2 separate regions of the Sus scrofa genome follow, and region 2 is linked to region 1. A link is a contact called in public HiChIP or PLAC-seq data. All regions are on one chromosome and are shown on one strand. Each heading gives the region's core, a stretch centred on a gene start, on an enhancer-like site or on the middle of the called end of the contact. The rest is flanking DNA. Distances are from core to core; before and after follow the strand shown. Region 1 holds the start of RPE (ribulose-phosphate 3-epimerase). Region 2 holds the start of KANSL1L (KAT8 regulatory NSL complex subunit 1-like protein).

The links. HiChIP or PLAC-seq counts read pairs in DNA pulled down with a chosen protein or histone mark.
Region 2: an H3K27ac HiChIP or PLAC-seq map of alveolar macrophages shows a contact between it and region 1. The contact joins the promoter of KANSL1L here to the promoter of RPE in region 1. A contact is called at or near these places in 2 of 5 promoter capture datasets (fetal liver and liver) and 2 of 2 datasets of contacts at active chromatin or transcription factors (alveolar macrophages and skeletal muscle).

Annotation. Positions count from the first base shown.
Region 1 is chr15:112,721,122-112,726,495 of Sscrofa11.1, forward strand. It overlaps RPE (ribulose-phosphate 3-epimerase), which reads left to right and starts at 2,202. Exons shown (of 7, transcript XM_013984453.2): 1 at 2,202-2,404. The coding sequence starts at 2,294. LOC102158523 (a long non-coding RNA gene) reads right to left here and starts at 2,059. Exons shown (of 4, transcript XR_002339061.1): 1 at 1,231-2,059; 2 at 149-237.
Region 2 is chr15:112,899,461-112,904,834 of Sscrofa11.1, forward strand. It overlaps KANSL1L (KAT8 regulatory NSL complex subunit 1-like protein), which reads right to left and starts at 2,766. Exons shown (of 16, transcript XM_005672154.3): 1 at 350-2,766.

The sequences.
Region 1 (5,374 bases), core at 952-3,451:
CCAAGTCCCACTAAGCCTGTGACCTTAGTCCAAGTGTTGCCTTACAGGTGGGATTTTGAAACAGAAGATCCCTAGATGGAACCTAAGACTTGGCTCCTTAGATGAACAAAGTCCAAGGGGGCCTCAGAGTGCATGCTGGGGGACTTACCCAGATACCCAGATGTTGGCCAAGGCGTCATGACATCCCAGGATTGTACACTTCTCCTTCCCCAAAATAATTCCTCAGAGTAGAAATTACTGGTGTGGGTGGAGGAAGAAAGGAATGCTCAAAGTGAAGGTCGCCCTCAGCACCTGCTAGGCAGACTCCCTTTCACTCTCCATCCCCAACCCTTCCAGGATGGCAGACCAGGTATGAGAGTCAGATCGTGGATGAGCCCCCAAATTTTTCTTTTTTTTTAGGGCCGCACCTGCGGCATATGGAGTTCCCAGGCTAGGGGTCTAATCGGAGCTGTAGCTGCCGGCCTACACCACAGCCACAGCAACGTCAGATCTGAGCCGTGTCTGCAACCTACACCACAGCTCATGGTTTCATTTCCACTGTGCCACGACAGGAACTCCGTTTTCGTTTTTTTGAGCCCCCAAATTTCGTAGCCAAGATTGGCCTCTGTACACTGGCACTGTTAAGTCACAGAGATGGTTTTGGGTGAAGCAGAAAGAACAGCTTTACTGCTTTGCCAGGCAAAGGAGGGCACAGCAGGGTAACACCTCAAAACAGTGTTTCCCCTTGAGAGAGAATACCAAGAGGACTTCTAGGTTTAGCTCAAAAAAAGGACTGTAGGTAAAGATTACTGTCCTGGGATTCTTCTCCCTCCATGGATCATTTCTGTTAGACTTCAAGCCCCCTTCAAGGAGATAGAGTTCAAAGCCTCTGGCCAAGGCAAGAATTGCCAGACCTTTATCATTGCCCCACTTGTCTCTGTGTTTATGCCCTTTCCCCACCTTGAGCAACCTGGTCTACTCCTAGGAAGGAAAGTTAAGTGGCTCACTCCCCACCCCCACCAACCTTTGTTGGGCCTTAAACGCCCCAACCAACCAGCAAGTATATCATAAGACCCTTTGTTCTCAAACAATTAGTAGGTCAACAGTTGTGTCTTGAGACCTCCCCTCTCCCTGGGCTATAAAAACAGACTTGACCATGCACTCATGGTTGGCACTCCCTGATTATCAGGAAGTCATGCCGCTGTGCTTGCAGCCTCTCTTATCTCTCAGTAAACTGTCTCTCCACCTCACCATGCTCAATAAACTCTTCTTTCTTTTCACTCTGATATGAGTTCAGAAATTCTTCTTCTGACCCATGTGCACAGACCGAGACTATTTCAAAGTCATCAAGGCCACAGTCAGGTGGTCAGTGATGGGTTCTGGTGGTCTTTGGGGTTATTGCACCTGGACTTTCTCTTGGCAGTGAAAGTTGCCCACAAAAGAAGGAGGTTTTAAGGAGTGTTTCAAAGGAAACGAAAACACTAGGCATGCACTTTAACTCTAATGAAAGTAATCATTAGTAAAAAACAAGCAAGGAAAAATTATTTGTGAAAAGCCAGAGTAAGTTAGTGTGCCCAAGGCAGGGCATAACGTAATAGACTGCTATTAACTAGTTTTTAGCTATAACAGGGTTTCCTAATCATTAGGTCTTGAGTCAGCCTTTTGAGACTGAGGGGAGGCCTGGAAGGCTAAAGGAAAAGCCTTTTACTTCAAAACACAAGGACACAGGGGCTTTTACAGTTTTCAAGCCCTGACTGGACAGAGGAAAATACTGAGGGCATGGAGAAGCGATTAGCCAGGTCACCAGGTAGTATCGGGTAGAAGCAGGTTTCCGACCTAAATCTGACTTCCAGAGCTCTTAAGAATTCAAAGAGAAAAAATAGGAAGAAGGGTGGTTTTTTGTTGATTAACGGATAAACACACAAGTGAGACAGAAGGAGATGGAAGGAGCTCCTATGCAAACCGCAGCAAAACAAAAAAGTGATAAGAAGGTAAGAGCCTAGAAAGAACTGCAGGGGAAGTAAAACTAAAAAAGATCAAGAAACTCCTCACAAGGCTGGGAGACCTGAAAGGCCCGCCGTAAGGTCTGGGTAAGGAAGAAAGTGCCTAAATGTGGGGCCCCACCCCTAAGCTCTCAGGTTGGCCGCCCTTTCCCCAGGGAGGCGGGACTTCCTCCCCTCAGGGCAGCTGCTTCCGGTGGAGTCCGGAAGACTCTGCAGGGAAGAGGCGGGGCTAAAACTGTGCAGCCAGTCGGCGCGACGACTTCATCTGGACAGGTCGCTCGTGGGGTAACTTGCTCTAGGGAACTAGTACCATGGCGTCCGGCTGCAGGATTGGCCCGTCTATCCTCAACAGCGACCTGGCCAATTTAGGGGCCGAGTGCCTCCGGATGCTGGACTCTGGGGCTGATTATCTGCACCTGGATGTAATGGACGGGTAACTCCGTGGGGCTCGGGTCAGGGCTGCCGCGCGGGGCGGGCTCAGCGCACATTCATTGAGTGCCTGTTGAGTGCACAGCGACCTGTACCGCCAAGCGCCTCACTCTGAACGCGGTACTAAGAAGGTGCCTGGGTGGGAGCCCTGGCGGCCCTGCTTGGAGGGGATCCGAGGTTTGAACGCTTCCCAAACCTCAGCCTCTTCCCCTCCCCCCAGATAACGTATGGTCTTCTGGCATTTAGCGCCCGGAAGCGACCTTAAGGCTGGCCTGTCTCTCATTTTCAGTTAGAGAAACTGAGGCCTAAGGGGATAGGCATGACTGGCCCAAGCTCATATAGCTAGTTAGTGGCAAAGCTGGGGAGATAGATGTGTGTAAAGATAACAAGCTTGGCATCTAGAGTGAGAATGCCCAAGTTCTGACACTTGCTGGGTTTCTTGGGACGAGCCATTTAACCTCATTGAGCTTCAGTTCCATTGTGTGAAAAATGGGAGTGATAACACACCCTACCACTTAGGCATCTTTGAAAGACGAAATGAGCTAGTTAGTACACACAAAGTTTACAGTGCCTGAAGTATAGTAAATAAATTCTCTGTTAGTGTTTGTATCTTTGTTCGAGTCTTGATTTTTCCTGTTTTCTCTTTAGGCATTCTGCTCTTCAGGGAGGTCAGTTTATTGCAAGTAATTTTTAAGCACTGTAGTTATAGCCCATAATCAATATTGTTTGAAAGCAAGATGATGCTAGTTTCTTAAGTTGGTTATAGAATGAGGAAACAAACAGAGAAAACAGGTGAGACTCCCTCAAGATTACACACACTTTGATAGACTTACAACTTGGATCTTCTTGGGTTTACCAAGTGGTTCTCTGAGCGCCACTGACAACTGGTCATAAAAATCGTAACAGCCATTGTTTTGGTTTGGGGTAGAAAAATAAGTTTATTGTAAATAAGTAAAATCTCTGTGCTGGCCTCATGCAAATCTGCAAGTTCATAGTTTTTTTTTTTTTACAAAAGATGGTTAGTCACTTCCCTTTCTTTTTAATATCATCCCTCTTAGGACAGCTTTGCCTTCCTTTGTTCTATCTGGTTAAATTTGTTGTTTTTCTTTTGCATTCCACTCTGTTACCTCAATAATGTGCCCAACTAATAATGGCAAAATCTTGACCCTAAAGTTCTAACGATTCTAGGCTAAGTATGGAAGATTAGTAAATATTACCTTTTATAAAAACCTCTATTTTTAGTTTGCTATTGTATGTAATTCATTTATATGCTTTTTGTTTTGTTTTTGACACCTTTGCTTGAAAGCTCTGACCTTTCACAGGTAATATTACTGGAGTGTGTGTGTACCTCAGAGATGGGTAGCTACATTTTTGTGCCTGAGACAAAATTTTGTGTCTAAGACACTTGGAGGTCTCAGGATAGGCTACGGAGTAAATATGTATAGTACAGAGAGCAACCTGGTTTTAAATTCTCTACCTTGTTTGAGTGAGTGAATGAATGGAGAAAATCCTTTTTTTCATTTTAATTAGGAATATCAGTGATAACATTAAGTGATGATTATGAACACTTGACCATTTCTGTTCTGATACTGCAACCTTACGAACTTGGTACTGTTATCGGCATTAGCTTTGACAGTGAACAGTTTGAAAGCTTAAGTCATCTCGTAGCTAGGAAATGATTGAGCCGGGATTGAAAGCATGCAAACATCTTGTTTTGTCTCAGAAATTAAATGTCTTCTGTGGGTGTTATTGGGCTTAGAGAAAATGATTAAGACATTGTCTTCAAAGAGCAACTAATTTATATTTCTGTTATTTAATATTTCTCCTGATGCACTGTAAGCTCCCTGAAAGCAAGGTCTGTCTCTTTGGCTCACCTCTGTGTTCTCTGCAGGAAAAGCACCATGGCAGTCTTAGTTATAACTGGGTGGGTGAATGACTTTATCATGATGGAGGGATTTCCAAGGAATCTTTTTTGCCCTCCCAGCCCAATGGCAGACCCTAAGCTTATTGAGACAAAAGTACTTTTATCTGTTGTTGTTGTTTTTTTGTTTGTTTGTTTGCTTTTTAGGGCTGCACCTGTGGCATCTGGAAGTTCCCAGGTAGGGGCTGAATTGGAGCTGCAGCTGCCAGCCTATGCCACAGCAAAGCGGGACCCAAGCCACGTGTGTGACCTGCACCGCAGCTGTGGCACCGCCAGATCCTTAACCCACTGAGTGAGGCCAGGGATCAAACCCACATCTTCATGGATACTACTTGGGTTTGTTACCGCTGAGCCATGACGGGAACTTCTGTTTTCTGTTTTTGTTTTTATGGGTGCACCCACAGCATGTGAAAGTTCCTGGGCCAGGGATTGAATCTGAACTACAGCTGTGACCTATACCACAGCTGTGGCAGCTGGATCCTTAACCCACTGTGCTGGACTGGGATCAAACTCGCGCCTTTGCAGCGACCCAAGCCACTGCAGTTGGATCTTAACCCACTGTGCCACAGCAGGGACTGCTTGTTTTGTTTTTTTAATTTTATTGGAGTATTGTTGATTTACAGCATTGTATTAGTTTCAGTTGTACAACAAAGTGAATCAGTTATACATGTATTTATATATCCATTCTTTTTTCCCATATTGGTTATTACAAACTATTGAGTAAATTTCCTTGTGCTATACAGTAGGTTCTTGTTTTAAAAGTTTTTGCAGTTCTCTTGTGGCGCATTGGATTAAGGATCAGGCGTTGTCACTGCAGCGGTTCGGGTTTGATCCCTGGCCTAGGAACTTGCACATGTCGCAAGCAAGGCCCCCCAAAAAAGTATTTGTTTTTTATTGACTCCTTTCCCCCTTTACCAAGAAACATCTTGATTGGAAGGGGGAAAAAAAAAACACCTTAATTCTGGTTACAATATTTTAAAGCTCTTTCCCTCTTAAGCTTCACAACTTTATGAACTAAGAGCCATTTTAATTTCCCTTTTGC
Region 2 (5,374 bases), core at 1,516-4,015, 180 kb after region 1:
TATGATAATCATATTCAAAACATACTATGCTCTATCCATTCCCTTCTCACTTCACTTTCAAAAATTTGCACAGGGAGCTAAGGGTATAATCAACTGGCTATCAGCAGGGGCAAAAGGTGAAATATCACGAAGCAGAGAAGTTCATCTTAGGCCCTGGATAAACTAAATTTAAGGGAAAACTAAAAATAAGAGGTAGAAAAAAAGATACCCAGATTAATAGTGAAGAACTTACATTGGTAGAGGAAAAGAGAAAGAAATATAGACATTGAGAGTAGCTAAGGATCATTAATGATAGAAAACTAGAATAAAACATACACACAAAAACTCTAATAAGATCTCTAGGGCTTACTTGGTATGATAGGCATCTTCTAAAATGATCCTAATAATCCCCATCTCCCGGCATTCTTGACTTTGTGTAATCCTCTCCTCTTGAATGTGGACTAGATTTAGCGACTTGAATGCAGCAGAGATAATGGGATGCCACTTTCAACTTTAGGTTACAAAGAGACTGTGGCTTCCAGCTTGTCACCTCTCTCGCTCAGGAACAACAACTGCCATGATGTGAGCTGGAAAGACCCACATGACAAAAAACTACTGTCTTTAGCCAATGGACAGCAATAACCTAAAGCCTGCCAACAACCATGTGTGTGATCCTAGAAGCAAATCTTTCCTCAGTCAAGCCTTTCAGAAGCCTGCAGCTACAACCAACACCTTGTCCGCACCCTTCTGAGAAACCTTGAGCCAGAAGCAATCAGCTAAACCATGCCTAGATTCCTGACTCAAAGAAACTGAAACAAATGCTTTAAGCCATTAATTTCTTGGAGTAATGTGTCACATAGCAATAGATAACTAATATATTTGAGTATAAAGATTTTGAGGTTCTGGACTCTGAAAGGCCCAGCCATACCAAAATTCCTATTCTAGGATTTCCATGAGATTTTTCTATATCCTACTACCAAGTACATCCTTATTTAAAAAAAAAAAATCCTAACCTGGGAGTTCCCTTGGGTGCAGCAAGTTAAGGATCTGGCATTGTCACTGCAGGAGCTTGGGTCATTGGCCTGGGAATTTCCACATGCCGTGGGCGCAGCTAAAAAAAGAAAAGAATTGGTATACTGGATTTCCACATGCTGTGGGCACAGCCAAAAAAAGAAAAGGAAAGAAAAGAGAACAATTGGTATACTGGACTTGATTAAAATTAACATTAAAAAACCTAATCTGAAATTCTCTTGACTTTGCAACCCAAAGAAACTCATGAAAATAGCTGTCTCCTATAATGTAAAAAAAAAAAGGCTAAATTATATACGTACAGTTTTAGCATAAAACATAAGTGCATTTATTCCCATTTTCTACATTACTTAAATATGTAGTCATTGGGTATAACAATGTTTACTGATTATTCTAAATTCTACTACTCTGACTACCTCCATATACATAAACAACTACACTTATAGCCAACATTTCTAAGATCTACAAATGTTTGGATATTTTATTATTTTTTTAATAAAGTCAACATGCAAAAGTATCTGATATATACCAAATACTCAGTAAATATTTGGTGAAAAATCAGTGGTCGCCATTACATTCAGAATAAAATCCAAAGTTGTCCTTACAATAACCTACAGAGTTCTACACTATCACGTCCCTGACTACTTCGCCTCCTACACGTTCTCCATGGATTACTACAGTCCAGAAACACTAGCCTCTGTGCTATTCTGAAACACACCAAACAAGTCCTTGTTTCAGGGAATTTGTGTTTGCAATTCTCTCAGCCTGGAACAATTTTCCACAAGTAAGATGGCTGGCTCTCTCACGTCATTCATGTTTCTGCTCTAGAGTCATCTTCTCAGAGAATCCTGCATTGACTAATTATTTAAAACAGCTTTAGCCTCTCAATTCATGGTTCTCTATTCCCCTACACTGCTTTATTCTTCCTCAGAACACTAATCACTACCTGACATTTCATTACATTATAGAAAGGGGTACAGTTAAAGGGCAGAACTCAGTTTTGTTCAGTGTTCCAATCCCCAGCACTTAAGACAATATCTGGCACATAATTGTCAAATAATTGTTGACTGAATTAAAACAAACAAGTGAGTCACGATTTTTAAAGGTATTCCAGGATTTAAGTAGTAATAAGTAGTAACAAAACCTATTTCAGTTATTTCTATTAAAATAAATGTTACAAACATAGCAATATATTAAAAGAGTATGTCACAACCAATAGTGGCTTATTCCATGAATGCAAGGATGAGGGTTCAATCCCTGGCCTTGCTCAGTGGGTTGGGGATCCGGCATTCCCGTGAGCTGTGGAGTAGGTCGCAGACATGGCTCAAATCCTGAGTTGCTGTGGTGTAGGCCAGCAGCTGTAGCTCCGATTCGACCCCTGGCCTGGGAACTTCCATATGCCTCGGTTATGGCCCTACAAAGGAAAAAAAAAAAAAAAAAAATCCATCATTGAAATTCACCATTCAAAAGACTAAAGGAAAAAAAATTGAATAAAAAGCATCTGACAGGAGTTCCACTGTAGCTCAGGGGTTACAAACCCAACTAGTATCCATGAGGATGAGGGTTCAATTCCAGACCTCACTCAGTGGGTTAAGGATCTGGCATTACTGTGAGCTGTGGTGTAGGTTGCAGATGTGGCTTGGGTCCCACGTTGCTATGGTTGCGGTGTAGGCCAGAAGCTACAGCTCCAATTCAACCCTTAGCCTGCGAACTTCCATATGCCCCGGGTACAGCCCTTAAAAAAAAAAAAAAAAAAAAAAAAAAAAAAAAAAAAAAGACACACACACACAGAGCATCTGACAAAATGCAATATCTGTTCATAATTGGGCGGGGGAAGCATCAAATTAGGAAAAGGAGGGAAATTTCTTAACCTGATAAAGAGTATCTACACAAATTCCCAGAGCACTTCATAGTTAATGATGAAAGACTGAATGCTTTTACTTAAGATTTGGACTGAGGCAAGGTGTCTATTCTCACCACTCCTATTTACTATCACACTGCAGGTCCTAGCCAGTGAGATAGTAGGGGGAAAACAAAAAGCAAATCTGGAAAGTAAAAAGAAAACTGTGTCTATTCAAAGATGTATGATTTCATACACAGACTATCCCAAGGGATCTATTAAAAACCTCCTAGATCTAATGAGTTTACTAAGGTAGCAGATATAAGGTCAAGATACAAAAATCACTTACATTTCTAGATACTGGAAAAGAAAAAACTAGGAAAAGATATTTTTAATACAGTATTAATTCCAATAGCTTAACATAATGATTGTATTAGTGTAGGATCTACACAGTTGGGGGGGGGGGACAATGGGGAAAAAAATCAAGGAAGATCTAAATAAATGGAGTGACACATTATCTTCATTGGTTATTCAATACTGTTACAACATTAATTCTCCTTAAACTGATCTACAGATTCAACACAATCCCAATCAAAATCTTCACAGGATTTTTGCTAATATCAACAAGCTGATTCAAAAATTTGTATGAAAAAAGAAAGAAATTAAAATAGCTAAAAGAAGAAAAAGAAAAAGCTGAAGGATTCATATTACCTATATTTACAGTAGTCAAAATAAGTGTGGATTAGCAAAATGATGCACTCATAGATTGATGGGAAAAAAAGAGCTCTGGAATTCCTAATGTGGTACACTGGGTTAAAGACCTGAGGTTGTCTCTGAGTGGCTCAGATTGCGGATATGATCCATTTCCATACCTGATCCCTGGCCTAGGAACTTCCATGTGGGAGTGGGGGTGGGGTCACTGGTTAAAAAAAAAAAGGCAAGAGCTCTGAAATAGACCTATGCCTACATGGTTACTTGATTTCTGACAAAGATATAAGGGCAACTCAATGCAGAAAGCCTTAGGTTTTTTGTTTTTGTTTTTTGTTTTTCAAACAAATGGTTCTGGAACAATAAGGCATTCATACACAAAAACCTGAGCCTTAGCCCATAACTCAGACCTTATACAAAAACACATCCAAGATTGGGGGTAAGAGCTTTCCAAGGAAAAATAACAACTAATACAAAGCTTTAATGCAGGAAATAAATTTGGTGTGTTTGTGGGACAAAAACTACAAACAAAACGAACCAGAGAGAGTAACAGGAAATAAGATCAGAAAGGCAAACAGGGTCCAAACCATGGACATCTTATATAAGTCAAAATAATGCCACTAAACATCTGAATGAGGATGGGGTGTAATATGACCTGACTTTTTTTTTTTTTTAATTATATTGGTTGTTCTATACAGAAAAGAAATTAGAGAAAGAATGGAAACAGCTTCCAAGAGCAGAGGTGGGGAGACCGACTAGGAAGCTACTGAAGTAATTTAAATGAAAGATAGTGGGTGACTTGGACTACAAAGGCAGTAGCAGAGATGAAAATGGATGAATCTAGGAAATGTTTCAAGCTAGAGTTGATGAAACTTTTGACAGCTAAGATCTTATGAGGCTTAAGATAAAGCAATCAAGTATGACTCCTAGGTTTCTGGCTTGAACAACTGAGTGGTTAGTGGTGTATTGCTTAAATGAGGCAGACCTGGGAAGACAGAAGGTTGAAGGATAAAAATAAAAAGTTCTCTTTGGAATTCATTGAGTTTGAAGTGCCTGATAGCCATCCACATGGATGCAGTTGGATAAATAAGTATAGAATTCAAGCAAGAAGTTAACATTTCAAGATATTATTTTGGAGAGTCACTGTCATATAAAGAGTATTTAAAGCCAAAGGACTGGAAACATTTATCTACGGAAAAATACAAGCAAAAAAGAGAAAAGAGCCCAGGATCAAGCCAGGGGGTTCACTCACATTTATTTGAACAAGGAAAGAGGAGCTACAAAGGAACAAGATTGACTTAAAAAGTCTAGTTAGTGGGAGAGAAGGAAACTCCAGAGTAAATGGGATTAAGATTCTCAAGTGTTTAAAAGTATAAAGACATATACAGCTCTATCAAATGCTACAGTGAGGTAAGTGAGAGATAATATATTCTCTTCCAAGGAAATCTCTTGAAAAGTCTTGGTTTTTCTTAGTTAAAAGTAAATTAAGGAAATAATCCAGCCTGTACTAGCCTTCTGTGTGGGTAAGGGAAATACTAAGGCAAGCTCTATTTAGTCAGCCTATCTTACCTAAGAGGTGGAAAAAAATCTGTGAAGCATTTGTGAAGTTCAAGCCAGGGGCACAGGCTCCTTAAAAGATAAACTTAATCATCAGACTACAGAATGCTTCCCCTATGCCCCACCTCTTACTAAATACCTATTTACTAAAGTTCCTTTTACCAAATTTCATGTTCCCTCTCTGAACAAGAAATTACAAGGCATACTAAGAGGCAAAAAACATAGTTTGAAGAGAAAAAGCGGCATCAGAACCAAACTCAG